Regions from separate parts of the Gossypium hirsutum genome. Here region 1 is linked to region 2. A link is a contact called in public Hi-C data. All regions are on one chromosome and are shown on one strand. Each heading gives the region's core, a stretch centred on a gene start, on an enhancer-like site or on the middle of the called end of the contact. The rest is flanking DNA. Distances are from core to core; before and after follow the strand shown. Region 1 has its middle 27 kb from the start of LOC107948167. Region 2 holds the start of LOC107948169 (a long non-coding RNA gene).

What was found. Hi-C and Micro-C count contacts between places; a contact is called where the count stands out from the background.
Region 1: a contact with region 2 is called in a Hi-C map of leaf, with 5 times the contacts expected there. The contact joins two enhancer-like sites. A contact is called at or near these places in 9 of 34 Hi-C or Micro-C datasets (anther, callus, fibers and 2 more).

What each region holds. Positions count from the first base shown.
Region 1 is chrA12:81,634,693-81,641,321 of Gossypium_hirsutum_v2.1, reverse strand. No RefSeq gene overlaps it. Among protein-coding and RNA genes, the nearest start is that of LOC107948167, 27 kb to the left of the region's middle. Within about 2 kb of position 3,296, at least 1 of the 9 cell types and tissues checked has an H3K27ac peak or open chromatin away from gene starts, as enhancers often do. A contact at or near this core is called in leaf, where this site is marked.
Region 2 is chrA12:81,544,385-81,550,801 of Gossypium_hirsutum_v2.1, reverse strand. LOC107948169 (a long non-coding RNA gene) reads right to left here and starts at 6,380. Exons shown (of 2, transcript XR_001697253.2): 1 at 6,108-6,380; 2 at 5,594-5,830. Within about 2 kb of position 2,526, at least 3 of the 9 cell types and tissues checked have an H3K27ac peak or open chromatin away from gene starts, as enhancers often do. A contact at or near this core is called in leaf, where this site is marked.

The DNA.
Region 1 (6,629 bases), core at 2,047-4,546, 90 kb before region 2:
AATTTAAGTTTAATTGTTAACACCATTAAAATTCTAGAGTTAAATTCATTGAAAAGACATTTTAAAATTAAAAAAAAAACTGACTTAATACTCATATAATAAAAAAGTTGATGATAATATTAACAATCCAAAAAAGCAAAGGAATTAAATTCTAAATATATACTGCATTGAAATATTCTTTGTAAATTCGCACATGTTGACTATAGGAAAAGAAATTATCATTAATTTTAATGTTAATTATTTGTGTATTATGATCAGTAATATTGATTCTTGAAATTTAATTAATCCAATAAAAAAAATTGGCTCTTTGCAACTCTTTAGGCCTAAGATAATTATTCTTTTATATATATATATATATATATGCATTAACCTTGTATAATCTTTTCAATCTAATCCAGCAGATTCCTTTAGGATTAGAGATTAGATCCATAATTATCTTATAAAAAATAAATTAAATAAACAATGGCATCAATTATAGTAATTTTACATATTCTTATAATTTTTTACGATATTTAATTATTTTTTAACGTAAAAAAATTTTGACATCAAAGATATATTAGAAAAAGGCATTATATTATATTAATATAACAAAAATATTAGATTGATTTAAAATTTTTATGTACATAATAAATTTAATTATATTGATAAATTCAATTATTGAATCATTAAAATATTGATTGTAAAAAAAATTATGAATATGTTAATTTTAGATTAAATTAAGTAAATCAATTAAATGTATAGTTATATAAAGTGGAAAAAGAAAAGCTATTGTATCTTGCTAGAATCTTAATGAATTGTTCTCATTTTTCTTTGGTTAAAATATTTTATTTTTAAGAATTTTGGTTATTTTACTTTTTAAATTTCATAATTAAAATTTAATTGTTAATATTGTTATTTTTTTATTAAATTTTTAGATGTGATATTTTAAAATTAGAAAAAGATACTTATTTAATAACTATGTAACTAAAAAAAATGACGTCGTGAATACTTTGAATTTAATAAAAAAGTTTAAAAAATTAACATTTAAACTTAAATTTTAAAATTTTGAAAAATAGAAGAATTAATTTTAAATTTTAAAAAAGTACCCAAAATCCAAAAAGAAATAATTAGAGAGAGGGGTTGACTAGAGAAAATTTTAGAGGCTTTTAGGGAGATAATAATATTACTGGAAATGGATGATTGGTGTGGGACAAAGTGTGCTCTTTGGGGGTGAATGTCCATTGTACACCCCATGTGGAGACCAATTTCACTTTGTGTTTCTTTTGATTGGCCTTTGGCCTAGTGCTCAATTTTTCTTATGGAAGGGGATCCCCCACACAACAAAAAAATTTAAGATACCAACCCTAGGGTTTTTTAAGATATTTGAGGTAGGGTGTGCCTTGCAATTTTGGTGAAATTTTATGAAAGTTATTGTATTATAAATCAGATTTTGTTTTATTTTTTTATTAAAAAAATGGGTAAATTATTCTTTGTATGTTGATTAAAGAGTAAATTTATCATTTCTATTAAAAATTTCATCAATTTTTACTATTAAAAACTAGCGTGACGGATAGAATAACTAGACAATTACATGTAGCATACAACGTATACCTTATTCTGACTTACAAGGACCAGTTTTTAACAGTAGAAATGGATAGAATTTTTAACAAAAGGATTAGTTTGCTCTTTGATTTAATGTATAAAGACTAATTTGCTCATTTTCTGAGTAGAAGAGATAAAATGCAATCTAACTCCTAGTACAAGGGCCTCCATAGAAGAACCAATTTGCTCTTTGATCAGAATAATAATTCCATTTTTTTTAAGTAAGGACAAAATCCAATCTGACTCTTAATAAGTAGGCCTCCACAATACTTGTGCCTAAAAATTATAAAAAGAAAGTTGGTTTAGATTTAAAAAAATATTAAAAGGGATATTAGCAAGTGTTACAAACAAATAATTTAATTAATTATATTGTTTGTATTTATTGATATGTTTGGAAAGTTGATTTAGTATATAAATTTACATGTAACTATTTGTAATTTATTTATATGTATGCATGGATGACTATAATAATTAGTGAGTCTCATTAGGTGTAACTGAGATAAGCAATTACATTTGTGTCACATTGTTTAGTAGCTATTGTAATTAGTTGATCTTATTGAATAGAATGTAATTTGAGCACCTCAATTATTTGCTTCAATCCATATCTCAAGGTTGAAAATTGAAAAAATTACGCGTGGCAATTAACCATGATGACTTTTAAACAAGATTAAAAAATTAAAATCTTTTACAATTCTAAGAATGTATGATTACTATCTATTAATTACACCTTTTTTCAATTACATTATCATAAATAAATACATACAAATTCTATATGTTGTTTGTAATTATTGGTTTGCTTGTTTTGACCAATATTTAATAATCGGATTGGTGGTTGAATTAGTCAAACTGTTGATTCTCAATTCAATCGTTAGTCTAACAATAAATAATTATAAAAGAAAGTAAGAAAACACGATTTAACCGTTTCAACCACTTTTTATTTTTGTTTCAATTTTTAATTTTTACCCGATGTGAGTAGTTCACTTAGAGAGTGACTTAACCTCTATATCAAGATTGATATACCGAACTATTCTTAATCCAATTGATACCGATTCAAATGACAAAAAAAAAACTGATGAGGATATTCATGAGGGGGCTTTTTTTGGTTCTGTTATTGTCTTTTACTTGCTTGTAAACCCTAGTATGTTTGCTCATTTTTGGCAAATAAATCAAAAAGATTAATTTTAATAATTTTAAAGAGGTTAATTATACGAAAATATATTTATGGTAAAACGAGTACGATTCAATTTGGTCGAATTTTTTAAAATACTGAACCATCTTATTTTAGTTCGATTTTCTATTTTTTTATTCTAATTTTTTTTTACTTTATTTTGATAAAACAAAATTTATTTTATGAATTTTCAACATTATTTGATAATTTTTTTTAAAAAAGTTCATAAATATTTTTAAAAAGATTAAGTTTTCAAGTAAATAAAAATAATTTATTTTATTTTATATAATATTGTTATGGTTATTTTTAATATTTTAAATACAAAATATTTATTTTTACATCAAAAGATTTTAAATTAAGTAAAAAAATAAAAAAAATAGTTGAATTAAATTAAAACCAATTTTTAACTTTTGAATAAACAATTATCAAAACAATTTTAGATTTCACATTGTTTTTTTCTTAGTCCAAATGGATGGAAATAGAGAGCATAGGGTGGTCCAGGCATATGGGTTTTGATTTAAAGAATATGAAAATTGGGCCTCTTTTTATCAAAATATAAAGAATATGGAAGACCCAACTTTTGAAGGCACAAACTCACAATGTATAAAATTCCTTACGCAGTGTTATGAAACCTACGTAATAATTGAATTTGGGTACTTATAATTACATAATAGTCATATATTTAGATAATTATTATAATTGATAGGTCCTATCGAATTGTATGTAAATGGAGCACCCAATTACATCTTTCAATTCTTAGGTAAAGCGTGAGAATTAGAGTAAATATACAAAAACCCTATTTTTAAAAATTATTTTTATATAAGTTATAAAAATTAGATTATAAGTATGAGCATAGTTATGACAAAAAAAATTATTGTATTATAAATCTTAAAAAAAAATATATCATAAAAATTATTTGTATATTTTATAAAGTTATAAAAAAAGTATATTTTTTAAATCTTAAAATAAATCTATGAAGTTATGACCAAAAAAAGAATTTTTTATAGAACTGTACAATATATTTATTTACAAAATGCATAATTTATTTATACGTCCATACTATATACTATAAAAATAATATATTTATAAAAATATTATAATTTTTTTATTATAACCCATTTAACGACTCGATTCAAGGTTGAATTCCTTAAATCAAGCCATTTGAGAAATGTTAGTTGAGAAATTTATAAGACGAGCACAAGACCCTAATTTTTTTTATAATAATTAATATATATTTAAAAATATAATTACGTAACTGTGTAATTATGATTTGTACAATCAAACATGACATAAAGAATTACGATGTAATTATACTATATCAACCAAACATGTCTAGAGAATTACAATTCTTTGTAATTATAAGAGAGTATAATTACTACCATAATAATTATACTTTCATTTAATTATTCTGTGCCGTTCAAATAGACCCTTAATAAAATTTGTAATTTAATATATTTTTTAGGGTAAAAAATTTAATAAATATTCAAGTCCCAATTTAATAGTATTTGATACTAATCGTATGCCTAACCTTACAAAAATTTTTGGCCTTTGGGCTTTAATTGATTTTTGAAATGGTCTAATTCCGATTTTCGTCCCTACACTACACTAAAATTTGTGATTTAATTTCTTTAATCCTTTATTTTTATAATCTTGAATTTCCACACAATACCAACTATGTGACCTAAAAACAATAAAACAGTAGTCATGTAGCCACACTTTAACGGTATTATCAATTCGAATCTACTAACAATATTAGAAAATTAGATAATCAAATTATGAAAAGGGGAAACGAAGGGGCAGCCAGTGACCTTAGCCCCCTCCCTGCGTGATAAAATTATCTTTTTAGTCCCTTACAATTTATGTAATTACAAAATAATAAAATGATAAATTTATATTTTAATCATCCAAAAAATTTATTATTCAATTTCGATCCTTAAATAATATTCTAATTTCACTCCTAAAATTATGTAAATTAAAGTAAAAAGAATTAATCACAAATTCCACAATAGTAAAAAAAAACCACAGTACCTCTTTAAAACAACTTTTACATCAACACCAATCAATAGTTAAAAGGTAATATATCTCGTATAAATATAAAATTTATACATGAACTTTGGTTCAACATGCAATTTGATATATGAACTTTGATTTGGTGTAATCATACGCATGAAACTTGAATTGTGGTTCATATGTATGTACAAAACTTTGATTTTGATTCAATTCTACACATTTAAAGAAATAAATACATATATTTATTTTCACATTGGATCAATATAATTGATTGTATATCCAATATATCAACGTAAAATGATGCTAATTCGATAATGTTGTTAGTGATTCGTAAAAATTAATTCAAACTAAAATTTTATGTATAAAATTGCACAAAATCAAAATTCATGAGTGACATTACATATTAGATTAAAATTCATATATAACATTATTTATTTTTGTTGGAAATATATAAAATTCATTATTATTTATGTGGTAAGAAATAAATAAAACGTGTGATTTGAATTAACGTAGAAGCCAACAAAGCCATTAATTTATTTGACATCTTACCTTCCACTTGTTTTGTGTCTTTTTCACATGGTTTCTTGATATACCTCCAATTATCAGCTTTGCTCAGCTGCCTTGTATTTTATTTACATGCAATTTGTATCTTATCCTCTTAAAAAAAAAAAAAACTCACTCTTAATTAGGGCTGAGTTGTTCAAAACTTGGGTAGTTGGTCCGATTCAATAGAACTAGTATAATTTAGGTTGAATTTGACTAAGGATTTTTCTACCTCAAGTTAGGTTTGAAGTTTATTTTTATAATAAATTTTTAAATTTAAATTTAATTATAGTATATATATTAATATGAGAAATTATGTTTTTAATAGTTTATTAATATCTGAAAAATAAAGTTGATTTTTTTTGAATTAAATTGAGGTCCAATTCATGAACAACTCTACTCACTTTGTTTTCATTAAACCTTAAAACCCCTAATTTAGCTTCTTAATCTTAAGAATTTGCAAGGTTATTTGAAAATAGGGTTTAGTTTAGTTTAACTGTAATTTTGAAAATTTCGTGGATGATCTAAATTAAACCATGAATTTTATATCAAGGGAGTCAAGATAAAAAGGATCAGATTTTATGTAACGCCCCAAAATCTTAAGAACTTGTTTGTAAAAATTTGTAGTAATTAATTTCTGTATTTGTGGTTCTGTGTTTTGTGATTGAGTTGAAGGTCTGGAGTTCGAGTCACGTCATTAAAAGTTTTGTTGTTTTAGAATCAACCCACAAGCATGCTCTACCTGCGTAAGTTTAATTTTTTGTGAAAGGGTAACAAGAATGAGCCTGCTGGTTCACTGGTTACGCATCTGTCTGTATTTTATTTGGTTCCGAGTTTGAATCCCATAGTATGTGTCGAAACCATTTTTTTATTTTGAAAAACGGGGATCGACTTAAAAAATGAAAAGGAAGTCACCACCAATCCTTTTTGTTTAGGTGTGATCGGGTCACCTTGTGAACAATCATTTTAATAAAACATTTTGTTTTATTAAAACAATGATTTTGGTCTACGAAATTCCAGAAAAACGAGTTCGGGAGTTAGTTATGCACGAGGAAGGATTAACACCCTCGTAGCGCCCAAAATTGGTACCTTATTGATTAATTAATGTCCTAATGTTGAAAATTTGAAAAGATTTTAAAATACAACTCTTTTAAAAAATGTTTGGATAATCCAAATTGGATATTAAGATTCTCTTGTTCCGAAGGAATAAAATATCATATCCAGCACGTTAGGATACAACATCTGAAACCCTCGATACCAAGACCATCTCATGATTTCCAAAATTCATGCATTGAAATTTAAAAGGATATTTGGTTATTTGGTCAAC
Region 2 (6,417 bases), core at 1,277-3,776:
TTTTTTACCCAAATTCATAAAAAGAAATTTTAAAAATACGCAATATTTCGCATTTCGGAGATTCGAAAAATCGTACCCTAATCTTTGGGGTTTCGATTTTCTCGTTAAACCTAAATAGCCAAATATTCTTTTAAAATTAAAATGCATGAATTTTAAATAAAAAATAAAGGCAATATTTTGCGTTTAGAAACTCGAGAGGGTCGTGCTCTAACTTACGGGGTTTCGATTTTTCTCGTTAGATTTAAACAATCGAATATCCTTTAAAAAATAAAAATACAACTTTTAAAATAAAACAATTAAAAGGCAAGCTTATTTTCGAGGGTCCAAATGTCGTGTCCTAAGTTACGAGATGAGACATTTTGTTATCTCGAGACTAGAGGGCCTTTAATGCTCGTTTCAATTTATTCAAGCATTTTCTTAAATCAACATTAATAAAAAAAAGATTGTATTTTGAAATCTTTTCGAGTTTTCAACTTTCGATGTTAAGACATTAATTAATCAGTTAGGTACCAATTTTGGGCGTTACGAGGGTGTTAATCCTTCTTCGTACGTAACTGACTCCTGAACCCGTTTTCTCAAATTTCGTAGACCAAAATTGTTGTTTTAGTAAATCAAAACATTTTATTAAAACGATCAATCATAAGGTGGCCCGATCACACCTTGTAAAAAAGATTGGTAGCAACTCCCATTTTTCGTTTTTGTTTTTAAAACAAAAAGTCGATTTAAAAAAAATGGTTTCGACAAACTTGATTCAAGTTTCAAGTTTGAGTCGGGTTTAATTTCACAATTCGAATAATAGATTTGTGTAAATACCATTTTGGTCACTATCAACTTTAAAAATAAGCAAATTGGTCTCTCTCACAACAAAAATTACAAAATAATTCAAAATAATTTTCAAAAATTTAAAATATTTTTTAAGATTCAAAATATTTATAAAAATTTTATATTTTATATTTTAAAAAAATTATAAAAAATTTACTATATATATAAAAAAGTTAAAATTTAAAAAAAACTAAAATAATAATTTTGGGACCTAATTAATGATTCATATCATACTAAAGTATCTTATTATTACTATTTTGCTTTGAATTTTTTTCAAATATATATGATTTGAAATTTGTGTACTTTAACATGGAATTAGTTATACTGTAACAATATTTTTATTTGATATGTTTAATTTTTTTAAATTAACTCGAATAATATCAATCGATTTGACTCGACTCAAATTTCATTTCACTCGAATCAATTCAAAAATATTTCAAATTGAGTTACGATGATAAAATAGGACTTGTAAACTCAATTAACTAAAAAAAATTTCACTCGACTCGATTGAACGTTTACTCCTAATTTTTTTAGAGGGACCAATTTTCTCAACATCAAATTTCGTCTATTTTTACTGTTAAAAATTGATTTATGTACATCAGCATGAGGTACATGTAGCACATCTCGAATCACTGTTTGATTATTTCATTAGCTACTCAGTTTTTAACCATACAAATTGATGAAATTTTTAACAAAAAAGATTAATTTACTCTTTGATTTAACATATAAAAACTAATTTTACTATTTATTAAATAAAAATGACAAAATACAATCAAACTTTTAATAGAGAGGCCTCTATGATACTTTTAGATAAGAAAGTTATACTTTAGATGGATTTCATTGTCTTGACCCTATATATTTATTAATGTATACTCTCTTTCAATTATATAACTACTTTTAATTATAATTTCTTAATTTTATAACAAGTTACAACACATTTTAATTTTATGAATATTTACAACATATTTTATTACAAATTTTTTAATTTTATAAGATTTATGATGTACATTTGGTTTAGTTTTGTAAAATTTATTTAATTATGATGCCTTATTTAAAATTTTAAGACGAATTAAAATAGAATTGAGAAAGTTACTTATAAGTTTAAATCGAAGTTATGAACAAAATTATCAAATAATGTGTATAAATAAAATTCGATCGAGATTAAAATAAATATAAATCTATTCTATTGTCATAATCTGAACTTGAAAATTAAAAATTTGATCTATTTAATTGAAAATAAATATTAATTTATTCAGAGGGTGGAGTTATTATCGAGTACACGTTGCTATGGCTTTATCTGTCACGTTGTTGTCTGGAACACGTGGAAGACAAGGATCTGCACGTCACTCTATCAACTTGCAAGTTCCTTCAATCACGTGCCTTATTTTAAAGGAAAACTAAGAACATTGCCACGTGGCTGGAAAAGGAGAAGCCATGAAAATCCCCTGTTCATCATCAAATCAAGTTTCAAATGGGTAAGTTCAGTAAAATGTTCCCAAACTACAGTTTAGAGTATACACTGATCCCAATCTTTAAAATAGTCTTTAAAGTATCAGTTTTGTATTAATTAAGTCATTCTAATAGCACAGTCACCAATTTAGGTATTAATTTTTCATTTCAAATATGCCATTAGGCATAATTAAAACACATCTCCTCTTATGGAAGTGGATGGTCGAGAATGTGGCCATGTGGCAAATCTTGATTGGCCAACAATTGAGAAAGGAGAAGCCGTGGAAATCCCTCTTTCATCATTCAAATATTTTTAAGTGGCGGTATTCCATCAATCAACTTCTTCTATAAACATACTCATCAATTTAAGTATTAAATTTCAGTTAAATTTTGACATGAAAATACATAGATTAAATTGTAAACACACCTGCATTTCTTCTATAAACGTACTGGTGGCCACTACGGGCTTCCGACGGCCCTATGGCCTGACCCTGGGTTGCATTCAAAGAAAAAAAGGAGAAAGGAGAGATTTTTTCTTTTAAACGGAGAAGAAGTGATTTTTTCTGAAAATTTTGACTTATATAGGGTCTTGGTACGAATTCATTTTGGCCTGGCTTCAGAAGCCCCAAAATGGCGTTGTTTTGAAGTATGACCCAATGACCCGACTCGGACTCCCTTAAGATCCACGCGTTTTTAAAGGGGAGGGCTAATTATTGCTTTGACCTTTCCACTTTTTTTGTTATTTTTTAATTTTGTCCTACTACTTATTTTTTTCTTTTATTTTTGCTATTTTATTTTGTTTTTGTGCAATTTAATCCCTCGACCACTATGGACCCATTAAGGGAAGGACATGTGTAAATTTGGGTGAGATAATTACCTTTTGAGCCCTTATATATTATATCCTATTTTAATTTAATCCTTTTATGTCCTTTTCTTTATGATTTAGACTTTAAATTTTGTTATATTTTCGATTTAGCCTTTTATTTCCTTTTTTATTTATTTACCCACTTATTTATTTCTTTTTTTGCAATACATACCTTAAATGTGATTTAAATTTCAATTTAATCCCTCATTTATTTAATGTTGCCTCTTTATTTACTATATCTTTTATTTTAACATTCAAAATCCTTGTTATTTTTATTATTAATATGCCTTTTTATTTTATCCCTTTTATTATTATTATTATTATTATTATTATTATTATTATTATTATTATTATTATTATTATCATCATTCATATTAATATTATGGTAGTAATCATGACACAATATTGCTGTTATTACCATAAATTGGTGTTGTTACTTCCATTATATTTGCATTATTATTACTCACTAGCATAGCATTTTTTTATTTTATTTTATTTTATTTATTCATCTATCATGTTAATATCATCATTTTTACTCGCAACTATGTTACTTCATTTTGCCAATCGCCATGTCATCTTGTTAAAATATATTTATCCATTTTTACACTACGCTCAAATAAACTAAATGAATATCGTTTTAAAAGTCACATTCATTTTATCTAACGTATGGAAAACATTTAGAACCGAGGCAATGTTCGTTATTTTTGGGATTTGAGGAAGTTGTGCTCCTAACTTACGGAGTATGGCATCTTCCTAGAACTGAAGTAATCAAATAACCTACTTAAAATAACAAAAAAAAGGAAGATTTAGGTAACAATCAAATGACGATTATTCTGGTTTTCAAGAATTTAAGGGATCGTGTCCTAACTTACGAGGTATGATATTTCTTTCTCGATTAATTCGAAATAAGGCCCTTTTCCATAAAATTTAATTTAGTTGAGTGATATCTTAATCAAATAACATTATGCAAAGAGGGATTGTGTTTTAAATTCTCTTCAAATTTTTAATTCTCGACACTAAGACATCAATTAATCAACTAGGTACCAATTTTGGGCGTTACGAGGGTGCTAATAATTCTTTATGCGTAATTGACTCTCGAACCTATTCCCTGGATTTTGTAGACCAGAAATCATTATTTTAGTAAATCTAAACTTTTATTAAAATGATCAAATTACGAGGTGATCTGATCACACCTAATAAAAAGGATTGGTGGCGACTCCATTTTCATCTTTAAAATAAAAAGTCGATCTAAAAAAAGGGTTTTGATGATAGGTTTCATAGAATTTGAATAACAACACAAATTTCGAAATTGATTTGAATTGAAATTCAATTTTATTTCTCCCACATCAATATTATAACTACATATAATTCCACAATCATTAGATCATACATTAGTTTCATAGAATTTGCTGTCACAATCAACCATGATGAAAAAAATTGTTTCCTCTAACATTGTTGTTTTATTTTTCTTTGTTTCCATCTCATCATCTAATGGTGACGGTGATTTAGCGTTTGAAAATTATATTAATATCAATCTTACAAAAGTTATCGATGGTAATGGCGGTATTCTTTAAAAAAATTATAGTCAAATCGATGTTAATCGCGTTGCTGGATCGGAAAGTATTGTCTTTGATTGTAAAGATGAAGAACCATATGTCGGTTTATCCGACGGAAGAAGATTAAAATGGAAGCCGAAATTTGGTTGGCAAGAATTTTCCATCCCTTCACCATTTAGGTACATTCACATCTTACTCATTTTTTTTATCTTATTCGTTTTTGTTGTTTTATTTTATAGTTATAAATTAGTTTTTCATCTAAAGGTTTTTAACTTTTGGTTTTTCCTTTAGAATGGGGAAAGGAAATTGTGTGATGGCATAAGAGATCCAGACATTAAACTGATATGCGGAAGACCATTGGGCTTGAAGTTCGATACTCAAACATGTCTTTAGTATGTAGTAAATGCCTATTTTGGTCTTTTAGTTGTTAGACTATAGGTGGAACGGCTATAAGATTGGCTATATTTGCAGAAGGAGTTCCATTCAAATTTATTACGAATGGCTTAGACATCGATACAAGCATTGGAATGATTTATTTTACTAATAGTAGCATTCTTTTCCAAAGAAGGTACATCTTTTTTTGCTTCTAAATTATCATTAATCATTGATTCTATTTAAGGGGATTTACATATAAATAATTAATAGGGGAATTTATATATAAATAATTTATATAGAAATTTTTCATAACGAATTCTTTAATTGTGCGGGGATGCTAACTTTCTTATAAGTTCTAGTGATAAAAATGGACGGCTGTTGAAATATAATCCTTATATAAGAGACCTATATGTTTTGTATGGCATTTAGCTTTTCCTTATGGGTTTGGTTTGAGTGCAAACAATTCATTTTGTAAATGCCCAAATTTGCCCGAGCCCACTAAACAACAAACAAACCAAACAAATAAAAAAAAAACAATAATAAAAAAGAATCCAAATATTCTAGTCCATTTACAATTTGACCCAAATCCATAAGCCCAAAATGAGGACCAAATTATGGCCTAAAATGTTTTAACACTCTCGGAAGAAACCCTAGGGTTTCTGAAAGCTTAGGCGCCGCTCCTCTTACTCTTCCATGTGCATTGTTAGTGCCTCCAACGCTCGAGGTTCGACGGCCCGTCCCATCGCTTTGACTCTCCGGACACCTACAAACATAGCAAGAAGAAAAAACAGAAGCAGTACGAAGAGGGCAGCAGAGAAACCAACAAACAAAAGAAAAAAGCATGTATCAATTTAGGCTATATAGCCAGAGACAAAAGAAATGTAATTTTAACAGAGACGGATATCGAGCAATCAAAAGCAAAAATAAAAAAAAGGGGTTGATTTTGGATTTGCTTCTCTTTTCTTTTTTTCCTTTTGATCTTTTTCATATTTTTTGTTTCAAATCTATTTCAAATAAAAAAGGAAGAGGGAGAGGATTACCGGATTCCCCGCGGTCGCAACGCAGGAGGGACCCTTCTCCATCGTCGAAATCGAACCCAAAAAGGGGTTGAGAGCCATCTCTTAGTTTTGGGGGCTTGGCCTTTGAAGGGTTTCAAAAAGGGGTTAAAAACCCCATTTTTACGCGACTCGAACCACCACCCACAACAGAGGCACGGTGGCCGACGCGGTGGTCCTTGATCGGACCAGGGAGCACGAGAGAGAGTGTGAGAGGGCTTCTGAATTTTTTTTCAAAATGAAAGCTGAATGAGTTTTTTTTTTTGGGTCAAAAATTAGCTTTTATAACCTAAGC